2 separate regions of the Anser cygnoides genome follow, and region 1 is linked to region 2. Evidence: chromatin contacts called from public Hi-C data. All regions are on one chromosome and are shown on one strand. The core of a region is the stretch at or near the end of the contact, and the rest is flanking DNA. Distances in the headings are between cores, read along the strand shown.

Evidence for each region. A called contact is a pair of places that touch in the nucleus more often than the background predicts.
Region 1: a contact with region 2 is called in a Hi-C map of granulosa cells, with 3 times the contacts expected there. The contact joins the promoter of CARMIL1 here to the enhancer-like site in region 2. A contact is called at or near these places in 4 of 7 Hi-C or Micro-C datasets (granulosa cells and liver).

Annotation. Positions count from the first base shown.
Region 1 is chr2:100,097,084-100,104,019 of Taihu_goose_T2T_genome, forward strand. It overlaps CARMIL1 (capping protein regulator and myosin 1 linker 1), which reads right to left and starts at 2,422. Exons shown (of 37, transcript XM_066992706.1): 1 at 2,293-2,422. The coding sequence starts at 2,332.
Region 2 is chr2:99,779,225-99,786,529 of Taihu_goose_T2T_genome, forward strand. All of the region lies in intron 2 of PARD6G (par-6 family cell polarity regulator gamma), which reads right to left. Among named protein-coding and RNA genes, the nearest start is that of BLOC1S4, 8.0 kb to the left of the region's middle. Within about 2 kb of position 4,352, at least 2 of the 3 cell types and tissues checked have open chromatin away from gene starts, as enhancers often do.

The DNA.
Region 1 (6,936 bases), core at 1,172-3,671, 320 kb after region 2:
GCAGGCTGCCAGCGCGCCCGGCTCCCAGGGCAACTGCTTGGTAGGGAGCCAGGCAGCCAGCTCCCCGAGCAGCCAGGTAAGCAGGGCCCGGGGGAAAGTCCAGCCCCGTCCTCCCTCCCGAGGCGAGCTGTTTTTCCAAGGCTTCCTCTTGCACGAATAACGCCCGGTCCTGCTCTGTCAGCCCCTGGGTGGGAGCTGAGGAGCAAGCTGACCACACAGCCCTTTTCATAAAGGAAAGCCCGCTCTCCTCACGGAAGGAAAGGTGCTGCAGCGGTCACTGCTCCTGTACCTCCGCCCCCAGCCTCTGCCTTTTGGTTTCTCCTCTCTGGCAAGCAGGGGATTTCCTCCTCCGGGGAGCAAGTCCCGCTTCCCTCACCGTGGCACCACAGGTGCCACGCAGCAGCGATGAAAAGGACCGCAGGTCGGCAGCCCTGGCGTGGCTGGGGAGAGGCCTGGGACCTGTGGCTCGGCCAGGCACCAGGACGCCAGCTCGCTCTATGGCTGCACCTGCCTGGAAGGGCTGGGGACGTTTCTGTACAAAATTAAGATTTCAGCTTCACGGGTTTCTCCCGTGTGACTGAGGGCTCCTCCGCACACACTGGCGGCAGATAGACTTGCAAAGTAGTTTGTCAGATTAAGGAGCACAAAGTTATGGCTCTAATTTTCACGTACTCATTTTTAATACCTGTGGCTATGAGTGCCTACATTCAAACACCAGCACCTTTGGGGTGCAGATCCAGGTAAGCCAACATTAATATAGGGATTTTTTTTTATTTTTTTTATTTTTTTAAGACTACAAACCTCCTGACCTAGCAAAGGTCATGCAGGAAGTGAGTAACAACAAAAACCTGCAGTTCTGCCATTCTCACTCCCGGTTTAATCTCCACGCTGTAATCACTACGGTTTGAGGCACATCCTTCCGTCCTGTTCCCAAAGCATAGGGTTATTCCAAAAAGTCTGTTTATCAGGTTACATTTTAACATGCAGATGCCAAAACGCTGGGAGAAATCAAACCAACCCACTTGAACGGGCCCACAAGCCCCCAGAGGGCTCTGACAGAGTGCGGTGGGTGGGCACAGGGCGCCAGGATTGGGGTGGGGGGGAGGCATTTCTTAAAATTGTCCAAAGCCACCAGAGGATGGGATGCGTTGGGATGTTCAGCTTTGCCTTTCTCCTTAACATGCACTACACCCCACCTACGGTATAGTAGGGTACAGTGCAGATGCACAACACTTACTATCGTGTATTAGTATCTCAAATGTATTAAAAAGAAGAAAAAAATCAGCTTTGACCATAGCTCATCACTTCTCAGTAGCCAGGCTATACGCTAACGCTAGTAACCCCCATGGTTTACATGTTGAAAGAGCACAAAATAAAGCATTTTTTTTCTATATAGAGGAAAAAAAAATCTGTGACAAATGCAACTTGCCATCCAGATTTTTTCCGATATTTTATAAACATTAAAACTAATTCCCAGCAAAAGCACTGCCTGAAGCAATCAAAGGCAAAGCAACAGTGTAAATGAACTAGGTGATGTTTGTAAGAACTGTATTCAGTGCAACATGTACCTGGCTGCATGACAAACCTGTTTCCATCTGTCACTAAGGCAATACTTTAAATTAATTCCAGCGTAGGTGAGAGCTTCGTATTGCCCTTCAACAGGCAACCCGGTATCTAAAAGCAGAGGACGCCCGGCCTGAGCAGGGCAGCTGGATCCTAAAGCATCAGACCTGTTATCCCCAAATGACACCGGTTGCCAGCAGCCCGTACCACCGTTTACTGAAAGCTCCCAAGCAGCGATGACAGCATTTTCAGGAGGTCCTCGCCATCAGCCAGCGTTGCTTAAGCGGAGACCGTGGAACATGGGGGGGGGGGGGGGGGGGGGCAGGGGGGGTCACCGCACGCAGCCATGAAACTTTAATTACAAATAGCCTCTCAGACGTGCGCACACACGAAAAAAAAAAAGAGTTTTAAACAAGCCCAGTGGGGTGGGAGGGGGGAAAAAAAAAAAACACATCATGTAAACTCCCCCAGGGCGCAGCTCGGAGCCTCGGCCCCGGCTGACAGCAGGGCTGCTGCCGGCCCTTCCCCACGCGTGTCCGTGCCCCGGGGGCACCCCAAGACCCCCAATACCCTGCACCCCCGCTGCAGAGCGCCCCCGGAGCCCCCCACGGCGCGGGTCCCCGCAGGCAGCAGCGGGGCCTCGCCCCCCGGCCCTCCCGTCCCCCGGGGAGCCCGCAGCCCCCCCCGAGCCCCCCCGGTGCCCCCCGCCCGGCAGGCCCCGGCCCTCACCTATCAGCTCCCGGGGGAGCTCGGAGCTCTCCTCGGCCATGCCGGGCGGCGGGGCTGCTTCAGCGGCTGGCCGCCCCTCCGCAGGGCCGGGCGAGCATGCGAGCCGCGGGGCGGGGGAGGAGGAGGAGGAGGAGGAGGAGGAGGAAGGGGGGGGGGGGGGCCGGCCCCGCGCCGGGGTGCCGTGCGAGGGCGGAGGGAAAAGGGGGGGGGGGGGGGATGTTCAGAGATCGGCCGGGAGGGGCATTTCCCGGGGAGGAAGCCAGCCCCGAGGCTGGCAGGCAGGGAGGGAGGGAAGGAGGGAGGAGAAGGAGGGAGCCGGGCGGGGGCTGCCCGCCCTCCTTCCCCCTCGCCGCCGCCGCGGCAGGCAGGGAGATGGAGAAGGAGGGAGGGATGGATGGAGGGAGGGAGGGTGCCCTCCCCCGGCCTCCGCACCTCCCAAGAGGGGAGCCGTGGCGCCCACGGCCGGCAGGGCAGGGGAAGGCAGGGAAATGCAGCCCCCCCCAGCCCCCCTGGGTGAGGGGAGGGCGGCCACGGGGGCCACCTGCCGGCCGCCGCCGCTCCCACCCGCATCCACGGCCCCCGGGGAGAGCGGCCATGGTGCGGCCCCCGAGGGCCTCCAGCCCCCAGGCTCCGCTCTGGTCCCTGCTCTCCGCCTCCTTCTGCCTCCAGGGAGGGTCTGGGGCCTGAGGGGGGTCGCCGTTGAGGCCTTGGCCGTACTGAGGGGCTCAGGGGGCCGTGGTGACAGCCCGGGCACGACCTGAGCGCAGGTAAATAAATAACTGCGCCAGCGGCACGAGGGCTGAGCTGCACGGTCCTTGGCAGTGGCTCGCAGGAGGCCTCTCGCATGGGTGATCCATCTCCTTTTCCACAGTTTGGCTGCGCTGGTGCTGGCTGTCGCCTTAAACCCTGGGCGCCAAGAGGAAGCATTGCAACACGGCTACAGCACCAAGCGAAGATGTTTGCAGCCTGCGCTCGTCCACCGTGAGGTCCCGCAGGACGTGGTGCTCCGTGGACGTGGCCTCTCCGGCCAGCATCACTCAGCGCAGGAGCCATGCAGAACCACCTACGGCAACGAGGTCTCAGGGTCTCGATGCTGGCCCCCCTCAATAGGTCCTCGTCCTTCAGCAGATGCACCCTCTGGCCTTGCCCCACAGGAGTTCTCCTTCTTGTGTGTTTCTTTAAAAAAAAAAAGATCGACGTTGTAAAGGGAGTGGTTGTAACCATCAAGTCAGCCCTCGTTTCCTGCTGCCTGGGAAAGAGATCGCCAAGGCCGGATCGCTTTAAACCCTGGTGAAGGATAAACTCTGATCCAGAGCTCATCTGTCTCTTCTGCACTCCCCCACCTTGTCTCCACAGGGATGTCACCTGTTCTAAGGTGATGCCCTTGTTACAGGTTGTTTAGCAAATGCCTTGTGAGGGGAAAGGCAAGAATCTGGGCTTATGCTAGACTGAAGGAAACCAGAAGTATGCCTCCTTCCCCAGGATCAAAGAAAAAACCACAAATAGCGGTGTTTTGCTTGTTGCACTGTGCCGTTGAGCATTTTTGTTATGTGTAACAGACGCGTTATAGAAACACAGCACGTGAGCTGCCTAATTGCGCCTATAAAAATAAGGACAGAAAGAAGCTTATTGGATGAGAAGAGAGGAAGAGGCTAGACAGCTCTGGAAATACTTAGGCTTGCTTCTGGTAGCGATGCACAGTTTCAATGAGAAGATCATTTTCACTGCAGCAGGACTGTGATTGGTCGTCCTGCATCCTGAAGGGGTGGATTACTGCATAAACCTCATATTTCAGGCACTCTACAAGTGAGTGACGGATCTGGAAGATCAAAGTCATTTATGCCTATTTAAGACGCCTGAAATGCATTCAATGAGAGCAACAGCACAAATCCAAGAAGATGACTTAATTTTCCTGGTAAAATGCTGTGCTGTTGCTCTGTGCATCTCAGGGACTACACATGCCCTGGTCTTCAAAAGAAATATGACTAGCAGTTTGAAATTGTTGCGACTTGTGAAACAATTTTATGATTCCCTACAGCAACAACCAGCTCTCTGAATAATTTTAGTGATTATTTTACCAACATAGATACAATTACTACAGATATAGCTACAAAATTGCTGCCTTTCCTTTTTGTTGTTTAACTACATGAAGCAAATAGGGACATTCTTTAAAGAAAATAAACAAACAGTAAATATAGGGTATATTAGTAAAAGAAGCTGTGTGCTTTTAACGCACAGCACTGCCAGTCAAACCTTACCTGGGCATATATGTGTATAGAAAGAGAGCTCTATACCTGTTTGTTGATGGTCCTCTGTTCCCTTTTCTTCACTGGATCTGCATCCTTTTCCTTTCTCTGCAGAATACCTGCTGACTTCTTCCTCCCTGACAGTCTTTCCTCATAGCTCAGCATAAAAACTGCATTTTTTGCTTGCTGCACATAAGCAAGCTTACTTCCGACTGAGGAATATTGGGCAGAAAACAAAAACAAAACAAAAACAAAAAAAATAAGGAATTCAGAAGTTCACGTCTTTTCTAATACCCAGGAGGGAAAAATCAGATTATTAGGTCTGCATAAGAAAGGATATGTAATTTCATGCAGTTACTGCTGTATTGAGTCTAACGCCCTGTGTTTGACTAAAACTTCCAAAAAAAAGATACCTTCTCTTCGATCATTATTCACTTGCTCTGCAAAAATGTACATTTTCGTATCTATGACAGCTCATACATGAAGCAGGAGCAGTTTCATTACCTCATTTCTCTCTGAAACAGTATTTGAAGCACGGACCTTGCTTCCCTGGCTCCTGCCAGACAACCGTAGGCCTCTCAGTGTGCACCAGCCGCAGAAGCGATGTGCTCCTTCCAGGCCTGCCTGCCTGCAGCATGCTGCTGGATACTGCGAGCACCCCTCCATCCCTGCTTCCTTTCACATGAGATGACCAGCACAGGAAAGCCAGGATATGTACAGAAAAATAAAGACAAAAACAACAAAAAGAATGATGGTAGCAGGCAGTGTTTTTTCTGTTCTGTTTTGTTGTTTAATCACCGGCATAACAGGCTAATGGAGTAGCACTGCTAAGGCTACTGTATAATTCCTTTTTGGGAGCGCAGAAGACTGGACCTGGTTCAAGGGAGGAAAGGTACAGACTAAATTTGGGTGGGTTAATGACCCCGAGGTCAGATTCAATCAGCAGATTGCATCGTTTCCCATTCCTTATTCCCCAGAGAGGAGGCAGGAAATGGTCGTTCAGGCAAGCTGCTGCCTCTTGCTCCTGCAGCTGTAGTGATGCCTGGATACTGGCGCTATTGCAACACCAGCAAGCCCTGTGAAAAGAAGGATGTTTCCACCTCCCGGAGCAGAGAAGCCTGGACCACCTCCCCAGGGGTCCCAAACATTTGGCTCCCAGGGCCTCCCAAACAGAGATTCTCCTCTACAGCTTAAAGGAAAAGCCACACCACCCCCGACAGAGACACATCAGCACAGCTGAGAAGAAGAGAGGTTCCCAAGTGAAACTGGGGTGGCTGAGGCAGACGGAGCTGGGTTTGAGCTCAGTGGTATTCCTGTAACCCTGAGGTGCAGCTCTTATCCCGAGCTGCTCCTGAGCCATCATTGCTATGTCTGTCAGTGGGCTCTCCTAATCTCACGTTACCTGCAGTGGTGAAAATGATCACAGTTTGGTGTCCTAGCTAGGATCACACTACAGTAGTCACGTAGCATTTGCATATTGTGCATGCAGCAGGCCTACTGAAAAGGAAGGAGGTTACATTTTCTTCCACCAGAGCAGGCCCAGGAAGTCATTTTAAAATAAGTCATTCAAAGGATAACCAACTTGCCTGCCACAGAAATGGGATCTGTGGTTTGCTTGTAGACATTTTTTTCCTCTAAAAATTGTTCAAGCTACTGTAGTTTCTGGTGTGACAAAAATGCTGATGAGAAAAGTGGGTTGGATCATGTACCAGTTAAACTGCTGCAGGGAGCATAGCAGCATCCAGAGCTTACACTTAACTGACAGCAGCAGAGCAGGAGAGAACTAGGGACATCAGAAGACACAGCAGGAAGACATTTGAGACAGAAAAAGGTGGTGATTGGGGGAGGAGGGGGATGTCCTCAGAACTGCATGTTCATGTTTCAGGATTAACCATAAATTATAAGAAGTAGCTTGCAAAGAACTTCTGACCACCTCTCACAGGTCTCTATATTAGCAGGACACCTCACACCCTGTGTCGACACATACTCTGTTGTATTCCCGTTTTCCAGCCTTTCTGCTGCCCTCATCCTCCTTCTCAGCCCAAATCCTGTCTTCTCCTGCAGATCAGGCAGATGTCAAGGTGAGCTGGTGCCAAGCCGCACACGCTGCCATAAGGTAGGCTACTTGTAGTCTCAAATGCTGAATGTCCTCCCTGCTATCTTCTCTGCCACTTGGACTGGGGCTTTAGCACTGATGAATCTCAATCTTTTTTCCTTAGGAGCATGATGTGAACAATGTTATGATGCGGTCTGTAGCATGATCCTATTCCTGCTGAAGCTGATGGAAAGATTTCTGTTGCCGACAGCGGGTGTCAGACTGACATTCGAGTCACACCATGGAGTCATCCTGCTGCAGAGCAGCAGCGTGGTAGGAGGAATCAGGTGACCAAATCTGATT
Region 2 (7,305 bases), core at 3,102-5,601:
CAGGGTATGAGAGAGTAGTTGGATGTGTGCTTTTAGCCTACCCTGTTTCACTAAGGGATTTAGGTTAATATGTGTCTCTCAGTACTGCACTCTTCTCCTTGGAATATTTTAATTTATTTCACATGAATTTCACAGAAATAAAAAGTGCTTAAGTGCCAAGTTCCAAAAAGTTTTGTGGAAGTGGCGTGGTAGAAATAAAAGCAGGGAGAAGGAGACTGCTCTGTTGCCTCGCCCATACGCTAAGGATTGAAAGAAGAAACTCAAGTTGCACTTTGCATGAAAAACACTTAAAATGGTTATGAAGTAGCTAGTGTACAAAATGTGTCACTGCAGTTCACATTAAAAATACTGTGCATATTTTAAACATGAAGCATGCACTAGCTGGAAAAACATTTCACCAGGAGTTTAAACATGCTAACACTCTTCAGACAAAAATGAAGACTTTCAGTTTATTCTGCCGTTGAAGAAAGCAGTAAAATACAGAAGTACAATCAGCTTACAAAAGTGCCGCTAAGAAATTTCTCTCCTTCAAGTTAACCCTGCATAACAATGTTTGAGAAAGTCAAATAATCTCTCTATCCGATAAAGGTTGAAAAAAACGTGTTAGCAAAAAACAAGCCTATAATTACATTCTTCTTGCAAGGTCTCATCTTCAAGTCAGCTTTCGAGGCGTATCATTGACAGTTCTCAATTATGTGGCATCACGTTGCACCCTCTTACAGAACACAGAAAAAAAAGGGCTAAACCACAGCCTGATCTAACCGAGCCTGCTTTCAGCAGGGTGTTGGATCGACTGGCCTCTAGAGGTCCCTTCCAGACTAAATCATTCTGTGATCCTACAGTAGTCCTTTGGGATGGAAAAAATGTTTAAAGACTGCAGAAAGACCATCTCTGCATTCTCCCGGAACTTCTTTGCACTGGCTACACCAATGTTGAAGACACCAAAAGGCCTCTAGAAGGTCATCCTGAAGGAAAAGCTTCCTGGATGACTTTGTAGCGTTCAGGGACACACCTACCTCTCCCCTCTGCTCTAAAGATTGTTCAGAGCTCTACCAAGCGTGCGGGCCCTGCTGTGCTCCCTGTGTCCTTGCAGCTAACCCTCATCAGCGTAGCACCAGTTCTTTTGAACGTACAGCCCACCTACAGCAGCCAGAGCCAGGCAGTATTCCTACCCCCTCACCAACAGGGCCACCATCCACATTCGTCTGGAGGTGAAACTTCAATTAAGTTTTGACGGACGATTTTGAAGGCTGGCAACAAACATTTTTTCTTACAAAGTATGGGTCCGCCTGAGATGTCTTTCATCACCGTTGCCTCCAACACTGCACCCTGTGTTCTCACAGCTCACTGACAGGTTTCTGTGACAAGGCTATGAAAACAACTTAAGGGCTCACATTTAGAACTGAAATTCTTCTTCACCTGAAATACATATTGCACTGTTGAACAGTAGCTCTGTACCTTGAAAACAGAGGCAGCCTTTGCCCTAAGACTTTTAGCTTAAGATGGTAGAATTAAAATTACATGTGAATTTGCGTTTCACACTGTCTCTTGCAGTAACAGAAAACTAAACTCAAAACAAAAGCTGCAAGTGTTTAAGGCTCAGCAAATTAGATCAGCGAGTGCAGTTCATTGCACTGCAAGTAAAAAGCCCTAGTGATCCGTCTCTCCCCTGAAAGTACCTAGGTTGCTCTTCTCTCCCACTCTGTTTATGTTAGACTATTAATACTGGATGACTCTTAAGACTGACTTGCAAACGTTTTATCAAATAGTTCACCTGGGAAGGTCTTGTTGTCAGGTTTGTTCCCCTTAAACTAACAAGAACTACCCAGCGTGTTGATTCTCACAGCATGCAGGTTTGTCGTGACAAAGAATGGATGTCACAGGTAAGCCAGAGAGGCACGATGGTCCTCCTGACACACACAGGTGGCTCATCTCTGAAGCAGCTTCCTTTGGCTGAACAATCACGAGGGCAATGGCACAAAAGAGGTCCTTGTTTTGCTTCTGTGACCTCCTCACCTGCGCTCAGCCCACTAATCTGTCTCCCCAGATGACTGCCAGCATTCCTAACCTCTGAGCAGCTTCAAAACAGCCACCTCCTTTAATAAGAAAGAGCCCAGCTTACCACAAAAATGTTATCTTTTTCCTCCAAACACGAACCAGGCAGAAGCAGAGACTGCAAGTCATATGGGCTAATTTCAGCGTTGGACCACTGACCATTTTTTGGATTCAGTTTTTCAGGTCTGGAGCAGGTTAAAAAGTTATGTTTATGTCCGGTTGATGATCGTTTTTTTTTTTGTTTTTAGAACATCGTCAGTCATTAGTTTCCAGCTCTGATCCTAAACAGGATTACATATAAAAAGATGAAGGCCCAGTTTTAACAGGTAGAACTGTTAAAACCTACTATCAATTGGAGAAATGGTACTTAACGTGGAGAGCTTTTAAGAAAACATACCAATTGTTTTCTAGAAGTTTAAGTACGGAATGCATGCTCCCTGACAGTACAGGTATTGTTGCATTACTTGCATTCAAGATGACCTGCTGGAACAAAACTGCCCCTCTCCATGCTGCCATGCTGTAAAGCCAAGCATCTCTACCGAAGTTTAACATCAGCTGTTGCTGTGGCAGCAGAAAGTCGTCGTCAATGCCAAGCACAACGAAAGAAAAATGTCCTTGCTCCCCAGGGAACTGGGAGAAGTCAGCCAGCATCACTGCCTTCTAACAGCTACAGGGTGGTCACACAGTGGTCTATCACCTTTTTCTAGTTATGAACCATTCAGGTGGTATGTGTAAGACCGAAACGGAACCGTATCATAGCATAATTTACAGTGACACACTTCTAATGAAGGTCAGTTACTAGGTTTTGAGTTTCCTCGCCACGTAGGATTCCAGGCAGGAGTGCCATTTTTCCCTAATAAAATGGTCCGTTTGATCTCAGCGAAGACAAGTATAAACTATATGAACCAGACAGAGCTCGTTTTTCATGTTTCACTTGTTGCAGTATCAAATTCTCCTGCTGCTGCAGAGCAAAAAGCCCACATAAATCTGTACGCATACTGGCAGGAGATGTGCCATCAAATGGCGCATCTGAACAGAAAGAACTTAAAGCCTTCCATTTTACAGGGTGTCATGTATTCCTGTGTCTTGAATGAGGTCAGAGTAAAAACAGAAAAAAAAAACAACCAGAAGAGTTAGCCTTTTAGTTGCTGAATATGGTCTTCGTTTCTTAGAACGGGGCAGACTGCATGGAGCACTTCCTCACAGAAAATGCAGTGCTTTCACACCAAGATGTGCTATGAACTGGATGGATAATCATGGATAACTACCGAACTCTGGAAGACTTGGACCTGAATTTTACTTATGTCCGTAATTTGCTTCCTGCTGAAAATACTGTTCCTGTAGGAAGAAGCAAACAAGAACATTTACCACAACTGGAGGAATCCTCAGCCCTCCGGTTCTGTCATACATGAAACCACAACCCAAGGCTGCACAAAAAAACACCTCCACTTCTTCTGGAGGATGATTCCACCTCTTCTCCCTAGAAGCTTCATTTTTCAGTACATTTTATTTTCTGACAGTAAGTTATATAAAACCTTAAGTATTCCGGCTGCATCCTTCCTGTTTAATATTTGTGCTTTTTTATTTCCCCCCTTTTCTTATAAATAGTTGTCACTACCTACTTACCCATCAGAACCTTTCTGTTAGAGAAGATTCATGCTACAGCTGTCTTCATTTCTTGATACCACTGGGGTTTTTTTTGTTTTGTTTTAATTGGTGGAACTACCTCCACTTGTCCAGAAGCAGTAAAACTCATTGAAGGAGGTTTTCACTTCCAGGCACGGATGTTTTACTATCAGAATTTCTTTTAAAAACATATCTACAGAGTTATAGATGCTAACATCTTTGAGGAAAATACCCTTCGACAATTCAGTAGTCAGCCTGTGACTTTCCAAAATACATGATACCTTCCTGGTGGGCATCGTGAATCCTGTCGTTAAGTCACAGAGCACACCACAGCACAGCATACCTAAAGGACTATTCATAAGGGAAAGCAAACTGCTCAGAGCATCTGGTTGCAGCCAAAAGAGTATTGTGTTTCTTTAATTTACATGAAACAAGAAATTATAGACCTTCTGAAAAAGCCACCAGGAGCACCACTCCCATTGCTTGGACAGCTGCTTTTCATAGGAATTGCCTGCCAGATGAAATACCAAAGCTTAGCCAGATAAGATTGTATAAACAAGCTAAATTCCACAGAGAAGCAGACTGCCAGGCTCCTATAGGAACAGTTCATTTCAGCCTCTACTTTTTCAGTGTACATGCACTCATGGCTTATTATTTCCTCTGGGAACTGTGGAACATTAGTTGACAGCTCTGGAAAGTACTTCAAAGACAAAATTACTTCCACTAGGGAGAGCAGCACTTCAGGCAGCTTGGGAAGGAGGCCAATGAGTCATTATTAGTGAAGGGTAACCCCTCAATCCAGCAGATCTCTATTACTGAGCATTCAAATTAGCAGCACAAAACCGTTTCGAGGGAACGTGTCACATTTAACCCTTCTACCTTTCCATGTCTCTGCTACAAACACCCTCCGTACTTTACACGAGTTGCTTTCGGTGTCTCCTTCCTCAGAAAGATCAAAACCAGAAGCGCTTGCGAAAGCCATCGGACAACACATCAGCTGGCAGTCTCGCGTTCGCGACCTGCAAGGCTGACCGCATGCAGAGGGAGTCAGGAGGAAACAGACACGAAGTGAACTATGGCTTGGGGCGGGGGGGCGGAGGGGGTCCTCCTGCCAACATCACTCAGCGAGGAGCGTTTAATGGGGGGGGGGGGGGGGGAAATAAGGGTGTCTGAATGCTAACGTTGCGTTTTGTGTGTTACGGGAGCATTGAAAAAAATCTAGCTGCTGCCAGCAACCTCTGGGTGGTGAGCCAATCCAAAACACACGCTGCAGGTAAAACAGTTGTAGCTGGCATGCCCTTAGAAGTCAAGGAACAGAAGCACGCCGTGTATGCACACACACACACACACACCCCCCACTCATTCCTCTCTCTACCACTGTATCACAAGGAGCCGGACATAATCTCATCACCCTTCAGAAGACAAACTATAAACCGTAACATTTAGGTAATCTATGACAATCAGCAGTGCTTCGGAAGCACAAACAAGATCAAAAGGGACGAGTTCACATTAACATGAGAGCATGTTATCTTAATGCATGAGTTTCTAAAACAAAGCCTTCCAAGGACTTCGCAGACTGTAAACTCAATGACACTTCTCAAAACAAATTTCACCAAATAACTTTGCTAGAAAGAAAACTTGAGAACATCCTACCCTAGTATAGGTCCTACTAAATAAAGTGAGGTGCAGTTTTTCAAAAGGCAATCTTCTACTGTGATTCAGTACTAAAAAGATAAATTTGCTTTCCTATGGAGGAAGCATTTGTTATCTGATCAGGATTAAAATCTGAGGAACACAAATGTGTCTCTCTTCCCAATTTGTTTATAAGCTCAGAATATTCTGCTCTCTTTCAAGAAGGTGAACGTTGTTTGTTCCTGGATCTTACGTGTTATAGCAAGCAAAAAAACCATTGCGTTAGATTCAGGCTCTCTTTACAGTGTCAGACACGTGTGAGAAACATTTTTAGGCCACTTGCCTGAAGGATGAGGACAGCCCCTTGGGAATTTGATCTGCACTGCTGGCGTGGCCTCCTGCACTTCCCTCTGCTTGTCATCAGAGGCCACTGTTCCCTTGCTGAACCTCCTTCCTCCTCAGGAGGAGGCTCCCTATTTTTGACTAGCTGCACAGCTCCAAAGGAGCAGGAGCTGTTCCTTGACCTACGAGCTTGCCCCATGACACAAGAGAGACCTCAGGAGGATGAGGATGCTGCCAAATGTAAGCAAGTGTCCAGGCCTGTACCTCCCAGAGCGATCCTCACCCTCACAACATTCAAACCCAGCAGACAGCTCCCTTAGGCAGCCAAAAACCAGCTCTCAGGCTCCGAATTTTACGTGTGTAGTTAGTTGTGAAGTGTATCACTACTGGTCAGCCACTTGGTTGTGAGGATTTTAAGTTGTTTCATCAAGTCTGCTGTCTTCATGTCCGAGATGCATTCTCCTCAGGTAAGACATTTATCTTTACCAGAGTGACTTATCTGGGTTGCCTTTTCCTTCTTGGGGCAATGTCCCCGGTACAAATCTTCATTTAAAGGGAAAAAAGCGTCAGGGTCTTCTTTCTACTTAAGCTTCACGTGCAACTTCCACTCTAAAATGCGACAGAAAGGGCCCCTCTCTCCTTGTTTCCTTCCACAAACCCCATTATGCCAGGGATACATTATCGCAGCAATAGAAATTTGCAGGTTTTGAGCTGCGGCCTTGTCGTCCTTTTATTTTTTCAAGTATTAGTTAACATTTCCCTTTCCCTGCAGGGGGGCTGGGTGGGAAATGGCGTTTCCCTTGTGCATCTCAGCCACCATCACGTTCATCCCAAGGCAGCAGGGAGGACACACGGTGCTGCTGTGGAGGTGTTATCCGTGGGGCTTCCCTCACTGGGCACCTGTAAGCACTTTTCCTACTCGCAGAGCCTGACAGATTTAGCCTTGTATCCCTGTGCACCCAGTAACACCCAGCGGCCACAAAAAAAAACTGTTTTCGCTCAGCTGGTGCTATCAGAGTGAGAGAGCCATTGATCCTTTTCTAAGATGCTTAGGGAAAAATATCACCCCAAAAAAACAACCACCACCACTCTCCAGCCTGTAATTACATACCGTATCTTTGGCTACTCAGCATTAAGAACCGTACCATTTGAAGTTATTAAAATGCCACCCTTTAATTATTTTATTTCACTCAATTTCTGACCTGTAACAAACACACAATTTCTCCTCTATTCACTCAGAAGATCGAGCAACTCACAGCTCTACCACTTGCTCCCTACACAGGCAACAAAGGGAATCTGTTCTTTCCAAAAGAAAATGTCAACATGTCATACAAAGTGAAATGCAATGAAGGAAAATGACAGACCAAACTACAACAACTCTTACCAAGCTCAGCAGATACAGTAAAAATCCTATTAATGACAAACAAAACGCAGTGGATATTTTTTGCTGTGAGTACTGTTTTGGTATGAGAAAAAAGTTACTTTTTGTACAAGTCTAAAGTTTGGAAGATAAGAAAGGTAAACAGATCAAACCAAAGAGCAAATCTGGGTGAATACCATTCTGTTTTTCACAGGGTGATATTTGTAAAAGCACTGCAAGTAATGAAAAAAAAATTCACCTAAGGATCATATTCATTCAGAATATGAACT